Linked DNA regions of Gossypium hirsutum: all the other regions are linked to region 1. A link is a contact called in public Hi-C data. All regions are on one chromosome and are shown on one strand. The core of a region is the stretch at or near the end of the contact, and the rest is flanking DNA. Distances in the headings are between cores, read along the strand shown. Region 1 holds the start of LOC107947221 (rhamnogalacturonate lyase B). Region 2 holds the start of LOC107913380. Region 3 holds the start of LOC107947223 (probable mannitol dehydrogenase).

What was found. A called contact is a pair of places that touch in the nucleus more often than the background predicts.
Region 2: a contact with region 1 is called in a Hi-C map of leaf, with 2.3 times the contacts expected there. The contact joins the promoter of LOC107913380 here to the promoter of LOC107947221 in region 1. A contact is called at or near these places in 5 of 34 Hi-C or Micro-C datasets (leaf and petal).
Region 3: a Hi-C map of leaf shows a contact between it and region 1, with 1.9 times the contacts expected there. The contact joins the promoter of LOC107947223 here to the promoter of LOC107947221 in region 1. A contact is called at or near these places in 6 of 34 Hi-C or Micro-C datasets (callus, leaf and petal).

The regions. Positions count from the first base shown.
Region 1 is chrD11:31,353,560-31,356,696 of Gossypium_hirsutum_v2.1, forward strand. LOC107947221 (rhamnogalacturonate lyase B) reads left to right here and starts at 1,416. Exons shown (of 16, transcript XM_041104038.1): 1 at 1,416-1,646; 2 at 1,782-1,916; 3 at 2,707-2,767; 4 at 2,916-3,037. The coding sequence starts at 1,807.
Region 2 is chrD11:31,607,914-31,611,050 of Gossypium_hirsutum_v2.1, forward strand. LOC107913380 reads left to right here and starts at 1,636. Exons shown (of 4, transcript XM_016841948.2): 1 at 1,636-2,100. The coding sequence starts at 1,790.
Region 3 is chrD11:31,531,832-31,534,968 of Gossypium_hirsutum_v2.1, forward strand. It overlaps LOC107947223 (probable mannitol dehydrogenase), which reads left to right and starts at 1,680. Exons shown (of 6, transcript XM_016881798.2): 1 at 1,680-2,024; 2 at 2,235-2,348. The coding sequence starts at 1,927.

The DNA.
Region 1 (3,137 bases), core at 166-2,665:
GCCTAATAATGTATATGCTTGGTTGTATGTATTTTTTAATTTAATTTTAAATTGATCTTATAATATATATTATTTATTTCAAGTAAGTTTAATAATATAATAAAAGAAAATAATATTTTCCTCTAAGTAAATTTTTTTGTTGTCAAATCTTATAAATACTCAAAACATATAATGATAGTGAAAATAATTAAAATGTATTGAAAAATAAGTAGTTTATATTAAAAGTTTTAACGCATGCTAGAAAAATCAATTCATCGTTATTTTGAATTAAAAAAGAATCAATGAATTTTTTGAATTTGTGAATTTCACTTTAAAATTATAAGTAAATTTATGAAAATATTTTACTAATACATATATAGATACGGTAAAAGTTCTTACAATTTTATGTTGTCTGATACAAAAACCGATTGTTCCCAATATTTTACTAATATATACATAGATTGATAACTAAAAATGACAAAGAAAAGGAGAAAAACTTAATTGCCATTCTCATTGAGAAAACAATTTTTTTTTATTAATTTATCTCTTCCAAGTAATATACCTTTTATTCATAAACATGCCATAATTCATTTTCAAAATATTTATGTTAAAGTTCAAATTCAAAATAGATAAAATATAAATAAATTAAATTAAATTAATTAGATAATTATCTAATTAAATATTCATCTAAATTTTAAATTTTCTAATTATCTAATTAAATATGTAAGATAATATATATAATAAATATTTTTAAATTTATTCGAAAATAATAGACAAATTATGTAATTTAAAAATGTGATAATTAATTTTTGAATTAAAATTAAAATAAATAAAAATATATAGATAAATATTTATCCATTTAATTTAAATTAAACTAAACGGATAAATATTTAATTAATCAGATATAAAAATACATCACCGGACGTACATTTAATACGTGCATATGTTGTTTTCTCAGTGACCTTGTTTCTAAAAAGCGTCTGGGTCACGGGGACATGTTATTTGTTCCTGATTTTGACAAATCTATTATCAGCAGCACTTATGTCTACATCTAAGGTTTAGTTTGATAATACTTCTCAAAAATAATTTAGGGAAAAAATATTTTTCGAATAAAAGTATTTATAAATAAATTAATTTTTCAGAAACTAAAAATATTTTATTGGAGAAACATTTTTAAGTTAGGACTAAATAGAATAGGTTTCTTCTGTCATCTTACGCCCCTTTCCAATGATTTTCTTTCTTTCTAAATTATGTGTTCAAATAAACAAGCATAACTTTATACACGTATAAAATATAGCTCAAACTTGGGCTTTTCTAATAACATTTTACTTGTAGACTAAAAATTATCATAAAATCCATTTACAACATTTGCATAAGTTTTAGTTAAAGGGAGTCTATAAAATTAAGAATGGTAAATAGCTGTGAATACTAAAAGAGTCAAAGAGTCGTTGTTTTGTGATTAGAAGACTTTCTTGTATAAAGGCCACTATGGTTGGTGCACGTTACTAAAAGGCCATTAAGATTCCCCCTCTATATCTTTGTAACGATACCCCAGACACTTGTGCAACCCAAAAAGAAAAACAAACAAACAAAAATCTCCAATTTGGTTTCAAAACTTCTAACATTGTGAAGCTCATTGGATTTCTTTTCCTTCTATGGTGAATCTGGTAACCCCTTCCGCTTCCACTTCCACTTCCCATTTCTGGTGTTCCATTGAGAGTTCTCAAAGCATTAAGGGTATCATAAATCATCTGAAACTCTAAAGCGTTTTATGGTTTTGTTTTGTATTTTTCGATTTACAGTTCTCCAGTCCATCAAGAATACTGGATGGAGAAGGTGGCACACAGGAGCCATTTGGGACAGCTTGTTCTATGGCTACTAATGATAGTTGAATTGTCACTCTTTTACTCTGCATGTTCTGCTGAAATCCCAGTCAGGTTCTTGCTTTGCTCTTCCTCATTCTCCCATATTTTTTTATCCTGTTCTACTCTGCATGTTTCCCCTGCTCTGCTTATGATACTAGAGAGTGGAGACCCAAAAGAGTGAGAGAAAGAGAGAGCGAGAGATTGCATTACTTTCATGACAGTCGATGAGTCCGAATACCCTGTTGCATTTTTTGTCATTATTCCTTAAGCAATCTAATTCCTTGTGACTTTATATTCTTTGTTTCTAGTTCACTGTTTCCTTGTTCACATCTTTCCATTTTCTCTCTCTACATATCACGAGTTGTTTAGGCCAATTGGTTTGGGACACCATGGCCTTTTTCCACACATAAACTCAAACACAGGGGTTAGGGGTTGGTTGAATTATGACCCGTGACCGCAACTACTCACAAGAGTTGGTGATTGGTATCCTAGAAATTTCACATTTTCTCGATCGAAAAATTGAAAACTTTTTAATTCAATCCTAAAGTATAAATAATCATCCAAAAAATGAAATTCCACATTTTCTCTGCTGCAATGCTTTTATTTGTTTACATCAACATGTGACTGCATGGTTTTTCTTGTTATTTTTCTGTCTTTGGTATCAAAATTTTCAACTAAAGAGGGTACTATTAAGTTTGTTCATGAAATTAGTGGAAGAATGCTGGTATTCTACTTTGGAAATTTCTTGGAGCATAAATTTTTGGTTTTTTTTTCTTTTCATGGACAAATTAAACATCTGTACTAACTATAAGTCATGTCACAAAAACTAAATACATACTACTCTTGGATGTTTGATTTGCAGAAAAATCCTGAACCTTGGAGATTGTAACCCTCATGTCCGGTTGCAAATAAGTCATCACAACGTAAGAAAGTATAAAAATTTGCTTTCACTTTGTTTTAGGTGCAACGAACATGGATGTCTGGTTCTATTAATTCTTCTATTTCTTCATATCAAAATATTATTAACTATCTAATGGACTTCTTTTCTTTTCTTTTTTGTTTGTTTTTCAGGTGGTTATTGATAATGGACTTATTGAAGTCACTATTGAGAACCCATCTGGTCATGTGACAGGAATAAAATATATGGGGATGGATAATGTGCTTGAATGTGGAAACCCAAACTCTAATAGAGGGTATGCCCCTTTTTAACTAGAACGAATGCAAAAGTGCTGTTTTATGTTTTTCAAATTTCCAGTATTTGGAAAAACCATTTTCTCCATTGCTTAGATTTAT
Region 2 (3,137 bases), core at 386-2,885, 250 kb after region 1:
TTGTGCATTAGACTTGAGGGGAAAAGTGGTGATGCAAACTAGGTAGTTAGATCGAGCAAATACTACGAGTGAGGTACATCTTAAACACTTATCTAGTGTTTTGCATTATGACTTACTGTTAGCTTGGCAAAGACACATGGACCCTTTCAGAGTTCTGAAGTGGGTAAGCCAAGGGGCTTACAAACCAGAGTTAGCGACAATACTCAAGGTTAACCTGGTGTTTAATGTGAGGGTGGTGAAGCCTATTTGTAAGGATCAAGAGAATCCTAATCGAGGAAAGTCACGATGGGGGCAAGTAAGAATGGTGACCTCTTATGATCGAGATGTACAAAAAAGAAAAACAATAAGTTAAGTGACGACGGAGACAAAAGCCAAATAAAAAGTTTTAAGGGGCAGAACTACCTGAAGGAGAGACTAGTTGAGAATCAATTGAGGCATTGAGGCAGTTCTGAAATGAGTCAAACTAGTGCCATTCCGAAGACGTGACGAGGGTGTCTCGAGAATGAGTGGGGGAATAGCACAGGCTGCGAATCAAAACCCATAATCATTGTGTATAGAAATGTCTCATGGAGGTCAACTAATTAAATGAGGCTCATTTGACCCACTTGAACTGGCCCGATTCGTGGAACATATGGAGAAACTCATCTAATAGAAGCCTTGGTGGCTTAGTGAAACACTCTAGTAAAACTAGAGTTACAATGGTAATTATTGTAAATAATAACGAATAAAAATGTATATAGTTAAATCCATTAGAACTCTCATATTGTAGATTGGCACTAATCTCAACTGTTAATGTAATTTGATCTGCATTGTTGGATCTGAGGGAGCTTAACTATAAATAGAGGTCTTCCCCCTCATTTGTATTCATCTCATGGTACTTCATTCATTCTTGAGTTAAAGAATTTATTGAGAGCATTTAATCAAACACCTTGTGTCCATTGTTTTCTTATGACTTTTCAATTCTCTCGGTTCTCTTTCGTTTCATGTTGCTTTCGCTTTATTTTCGATGCCTTGGAGAATTTTATCAATGATTTTTACTTTGAGAGAGTTAAATTGACTTAGACGGATTTTAACCCAAGAAATCATCTAAGGCCACATGGATTGCAAGATTGAAGTTCTAGCCCCATGACAAACAAATCACATACATGACATACGCATATGATAGGATTCGAGACCCACATGGAGCAATTGAACAGGTTAAGACTCAAAAGCTCTGCCTTAACCAACAAAGCCAATACACAGCTTAAATAATTTTTAAGTTAAAATATATCACAAGTCCCTGTAATTTTTAAGATTTAGTCTCTCTACTTTTAGATTTCAAAATCCAATTTGAATTTTTAATATTATTCTTTTTGTTAAATATATTGATGTGATATTTTGAAAAAAAAGCTCACTTGGTAACTATGCAACTAAAAATATATATTATAATGAACTTAAATTTAACAAAATAATTTTAACAATATTAACAGTTTGATCAAAAATTTGGAATCTGAAAAGTAGAAGAACTAAATTTTTAGAAATAAAAGTATAAAGATTAAATTTTAAATTTACTAAGAGTAAAGGGACTTAGGACACAGTTTAACCAAATTTTATTAACATTTAAATATAAAATATTAATAGATTTTAAAATTTAATAGCAATCCGAAGCTGCCCCTCCCTAGCCCCTACGGCCTGCTGTATAATTTTTCACTATTACCATCATTTTAATGGAAAATTTTCACTCTTACTTTTAGCTGCAAAGATATTTGTATTTTCTGGAAGGACTCCATAGATTAGACAGCGAGAAAGAATGCTATGCTCGTACAAGCTTTGGGTACAAGCTAGTTATCCTCCTCACTTGAAACTACTAAATCAGAATTCCAATATTCCAATCCCTAAAACAAAGACCCAATTCCAAAGGAAGTCTCTTGACAGTAGATTTGACGATATTGATGACGATGCTGATGGTTCTGGGTTAAGGAAATTTGCATTGCCATCCCATGTTAAATCCATTACAAGCACTTCAAACCCATTTGTAAAACACTGTCTTAAGCTCAAGAACAGCTCTTCCTATCGCCATTCTCATGCTTCTGCTCTTGTTGTGGGCACTACTCCTATCAGGTAACCTTTCTATTCAAAGTTATAGTTTGGGTCTCTTTGAATTTTCAGTTAATTGCCCAAAACCTCAAATGGGTTGCTTTTATTTCATGCTATTTGCTTTCTGGTACTTCAGTTGCATAGAAATGGAGAAAGAACGAAAAGATAACATGAAATTGTTCAATCCCGTCCCCCTCTCTCCTCCAAATATACTAATTGAGAAATATGATTTGGCTTTTCAAGTGTGCATTTTAACTATATTATTATGTTCTTTCGACCAATATTTTCTGCTCCGTTAGCTTGTTGGTTTTGTTTTGAGGATTATGAAACTTACAATTTTGTAAGTTTTGTAATCAAGTTCTAAGTTTTCTCTTCCAGTAGTCTTGTTGCTAGCTAGTGTGTTCTCAACCATGAGGACTGAATTGGGTTCAGACCTTTAGGGTTTATACGTATGTTAATTAAGGAGTTTGTTGCCTTGCCAAACAAATAGGAAATTGTTTCTTCGTTTAATGCTAGATAAGTTCTGGTTTTGAACTAAAGAAAACTATAACTTTGTGGTTTGTCATAAGTTCCTTTATCAAACAATAGTTTCACACTTCAATATTAGTTGATGAACTACTTTGTTTGGTTAGATTATTTGTTACTCCAGCCATTTTTATTTTTTATATTTTTCCACTCTTCCTTGTAATCAAAATAGTTCCATTTAGTCTATCATTTTAGTTACCTATAGGATCTTACATTCAAGAGCTTATTGATCTCGTATTTGTCTGACCATTTATACTCATGTGAGAAGCCTTGTATCAAAGTTGTGCCGTTCTTTACTGCTGTATGTTAATTGTTCGAAAGTTGAGTCATTGCCTGTCAACTACAGACCCTGCCAAGGTGGCTTATTTTCTTTCATCAGTTATCAGATGATTATTTCCTTCTTTCGTCATTATGTACATAACTCATTTCATTAATGAGTAACAAAACCTCAAATGGGTTTCTTTTATTTTATGCTATTTTCTTTACGTTACTTTAGTTGCTTAGAAATGGAGAAAGAACATAAAGGTAACAGGAAT
Region 3 (3,137 bases), core at 430-2,929, 180 kb after region 1:
TTACAGCTAGGGGTGAGCATTCGATCGAATCGAATAAAAAATTTTCGAGTTAATCGAGTTTTCGAATCTCATTTTATCATCCTAACTTTATTTGAAGTTTTCTCGAATCGAGCCGAGTGAGATGGAATTCGAATCGAATATATTTGTTCGAGTTAAATTTTAAAAAATAATTTTGGGTCCTTGTAACCATTGTCACCCATCGTAATAAAATTTGTCCACCTTAATCAAATTTTTTATTAACTTTCATCACTTCATAATTTATTTATTAATTTTTTATATATTGGTTAGCTTCTTTGCTTGCTTAGTTGTTTCAATTATCTTCTGATTCTTGTCACTATGTATTTTAGAATTAAAAAATATATTAAATGTAAAAATATGATTTTTTTAATAAAAGTTATTTTAAAAATAAAATGTGAAATTGATATCAATATAAAATTTTAACACGAATATTTTATGGCATAATTAATAATTCAATTTTAATATAAATATTCAATATGACTAAACAATTCAATAATATAAATAATATAAAATATGAAATTTAATTTAATAATATAAATAGTATATATAAATAAAATTATTACTATTTATGTTTAGTGATTTTTTTTGGATAATTTTGATTTTTTATTTGAGAGTAAAGGGTGAGAAGTAAAAGTTTAGGGGGAAAATAAAAAGTTTTGGGGAATAAAAGTTTGAGGGAAAGTAAATAGGGGGAGTAAAATTTTGGAGGGAAAATATAAAAAAAAATTGGAGGGGGGAGGGTTTGGGATAGATGGGAGGTGGGATAGGAAGGGAATAAAAGTTTTAGGGGAAAAGTAGGAGAGAGTAAAAATTTTGGGGGAAAATAAAAGGTTTTGAGGATTTTTTGGAGTAAAACTTTGAGAAAAAATAAATGGGAGAGTAAAATTTTGGTGGGAAATAGATTTTGGGTAGATTGGGGGGTTGGGAGGGGAGTAAAAGTTTTGAGGGGAAAGTGGGAAGGAGTAAAAGTTTTGAGGGAAAAGTAAAAAGGTTTTGGAGTTTGGGGTAAAAATGTAAAATATTATAGTTTGATATTCGAATTATTCGAATTATTCGAATTATTCGAGTTATCGAATTCGAAAACTCAACTCGATTCGAATTCGAAATTCGAAAAAAATATTCGAGTTGATTCGAATAGCTCGATTAACTCGAATAACTCGATTCGTTTAACTCGAAATTCAATTTTTTTTTTGATTTTTTCGAGTTGAATCGAGTTTTGCTCACCCCTAATTACAGCTAACCAAACGTGCCCTTAGAATTTGATCTTTTTATTTTTTAAAATTAAAAATTTTAGATTCAATTATTAATATTGTTAAAATTCTTCTATTAAATTCACTGGTGTGACATTCTAATTTTTTTTAAAATAATCATTTGATAGTCATGTGACAAAAATGTAATTGTAATAGATTTAAATTTAAAAGAGAATTTTAATAGTATTAACAATTCTTAAAATCCACGAAAATAATTTAATTATAATAAAATATTTAAACTAAGTAATTAGATACCAAATTATGTTAAAAGATATTAATTTTAAATCTTAAATTTGAGTGTAATAAAAAAATTAAAATTAAAATTTGATGATTTTATATAACCAAAAAAATAAAGAGACGAAAGTAAAAAAAGGCCATATAAGGCTACATACATGTCAAAGAAGGAAAGTCTTTTAGAACTTCCTAGATTTTATAATATTCAAAGAAAAATGCAATATTCCAATAAAAAATCAAATTTTATTGATAGTCTCTGCTTTTTAGTCCGCAATGAGCTCAGATGTGATGTCATGTGTCACCAGACAAAATCCTTCAAAAGAGTACTAACCAGTGAAGCATTTGCTATTATCATTACCCATCAAAACACCCAGGTACAGAAGCACTAACATTTTCTCTTTGGCTTACCAACCTTGGATCTGAAATGGCAAAGTCACCCGAAGAAGAACACCCTGTCAAGACCTTTGGCTGGGCTGCAAGGGACCCATCTGGTCATCTCTCTCCTTTCACCTTCTCCAGAAGGTTATTTTCACAGTTTAAGCTTTCTGACAGATGCATGCTTAAGTCTTAACTCGTTCTACTCTTGTTGTTCCATCAAATTTAATTTAATGTTGCCTTTTGCATTTTAATCTTTGTGATAATTCTCTTTTATAGCATTTACTTAGTCTGATTTCAAAGGGATTAAAGGTGATGATGATTTTATTTTGAGTTGTGATGAACTGGTGAGTGCAGGGTAACTGGTGAAGAAGATGTGAGGTTTAAGGTGCTGTATTGTGGGATTTGTCATTCTGACCTTCACAGTATCAAGAGTGAATGGGGCTCCTCCAACTACCCCATGGTTCCTGGGTCAGTCACTCCCCTCCTACCTTTTACCATCTCTTTCTTCATCATCTATTGTTATTAATCCATTCTTCTTCTTTCCTTTTTTTTTATAAAAGCAAGAAAAGCTCCATATACATGATAGCTGAGTCAATTATAACTCATAAATTATAGTATCTTAACCTAGAAACTTGTTTCACATTTAAAATATGTGGTCCACATATCACAAAAATTATAATTATTAACTGTTGGAACGTAACAAACCCTTAAAAATAGAATTTAAAGATTAATTATTTCGCATTTAACTCTAACCCTGCTGAAAGGATTTCAAATTAGAGAGATAAACCCTAAAAATAAATTAGTAAAGCTTGACTTCAGAATTTTGAACTTATTACTTTATTTATAAAACTTGAATTCCATTTATCCCCAAGATAAAATAGGTTAACATTTTATTGGTAGTGGAACACTGGATCGTACCTGATTTCTGAAAGTAACCCTACCTGTCTATTTAATGACAAGGAAACACCGAAATCCCAACTCTTCTGTTACTATGGAATAAATTCCATCTCTATTTTATTGTAAATTCATAGATATAATAAGTAATAAATTCCAATATTGATAAAATCAAATACAAATGCGTACATAAATTATTGTATAAAAAATATATTTTGTAATATCATCATATATAAAATGAACAAGTAATTGCATGGCTAATGGCTGTTGGTGTTATCTGTATGACATGAAAGGATGTCAATTAAAGTATTATTATTGGACCGACCAAAATTGGGGGCTTGATTATCAGGAATCACAATAATA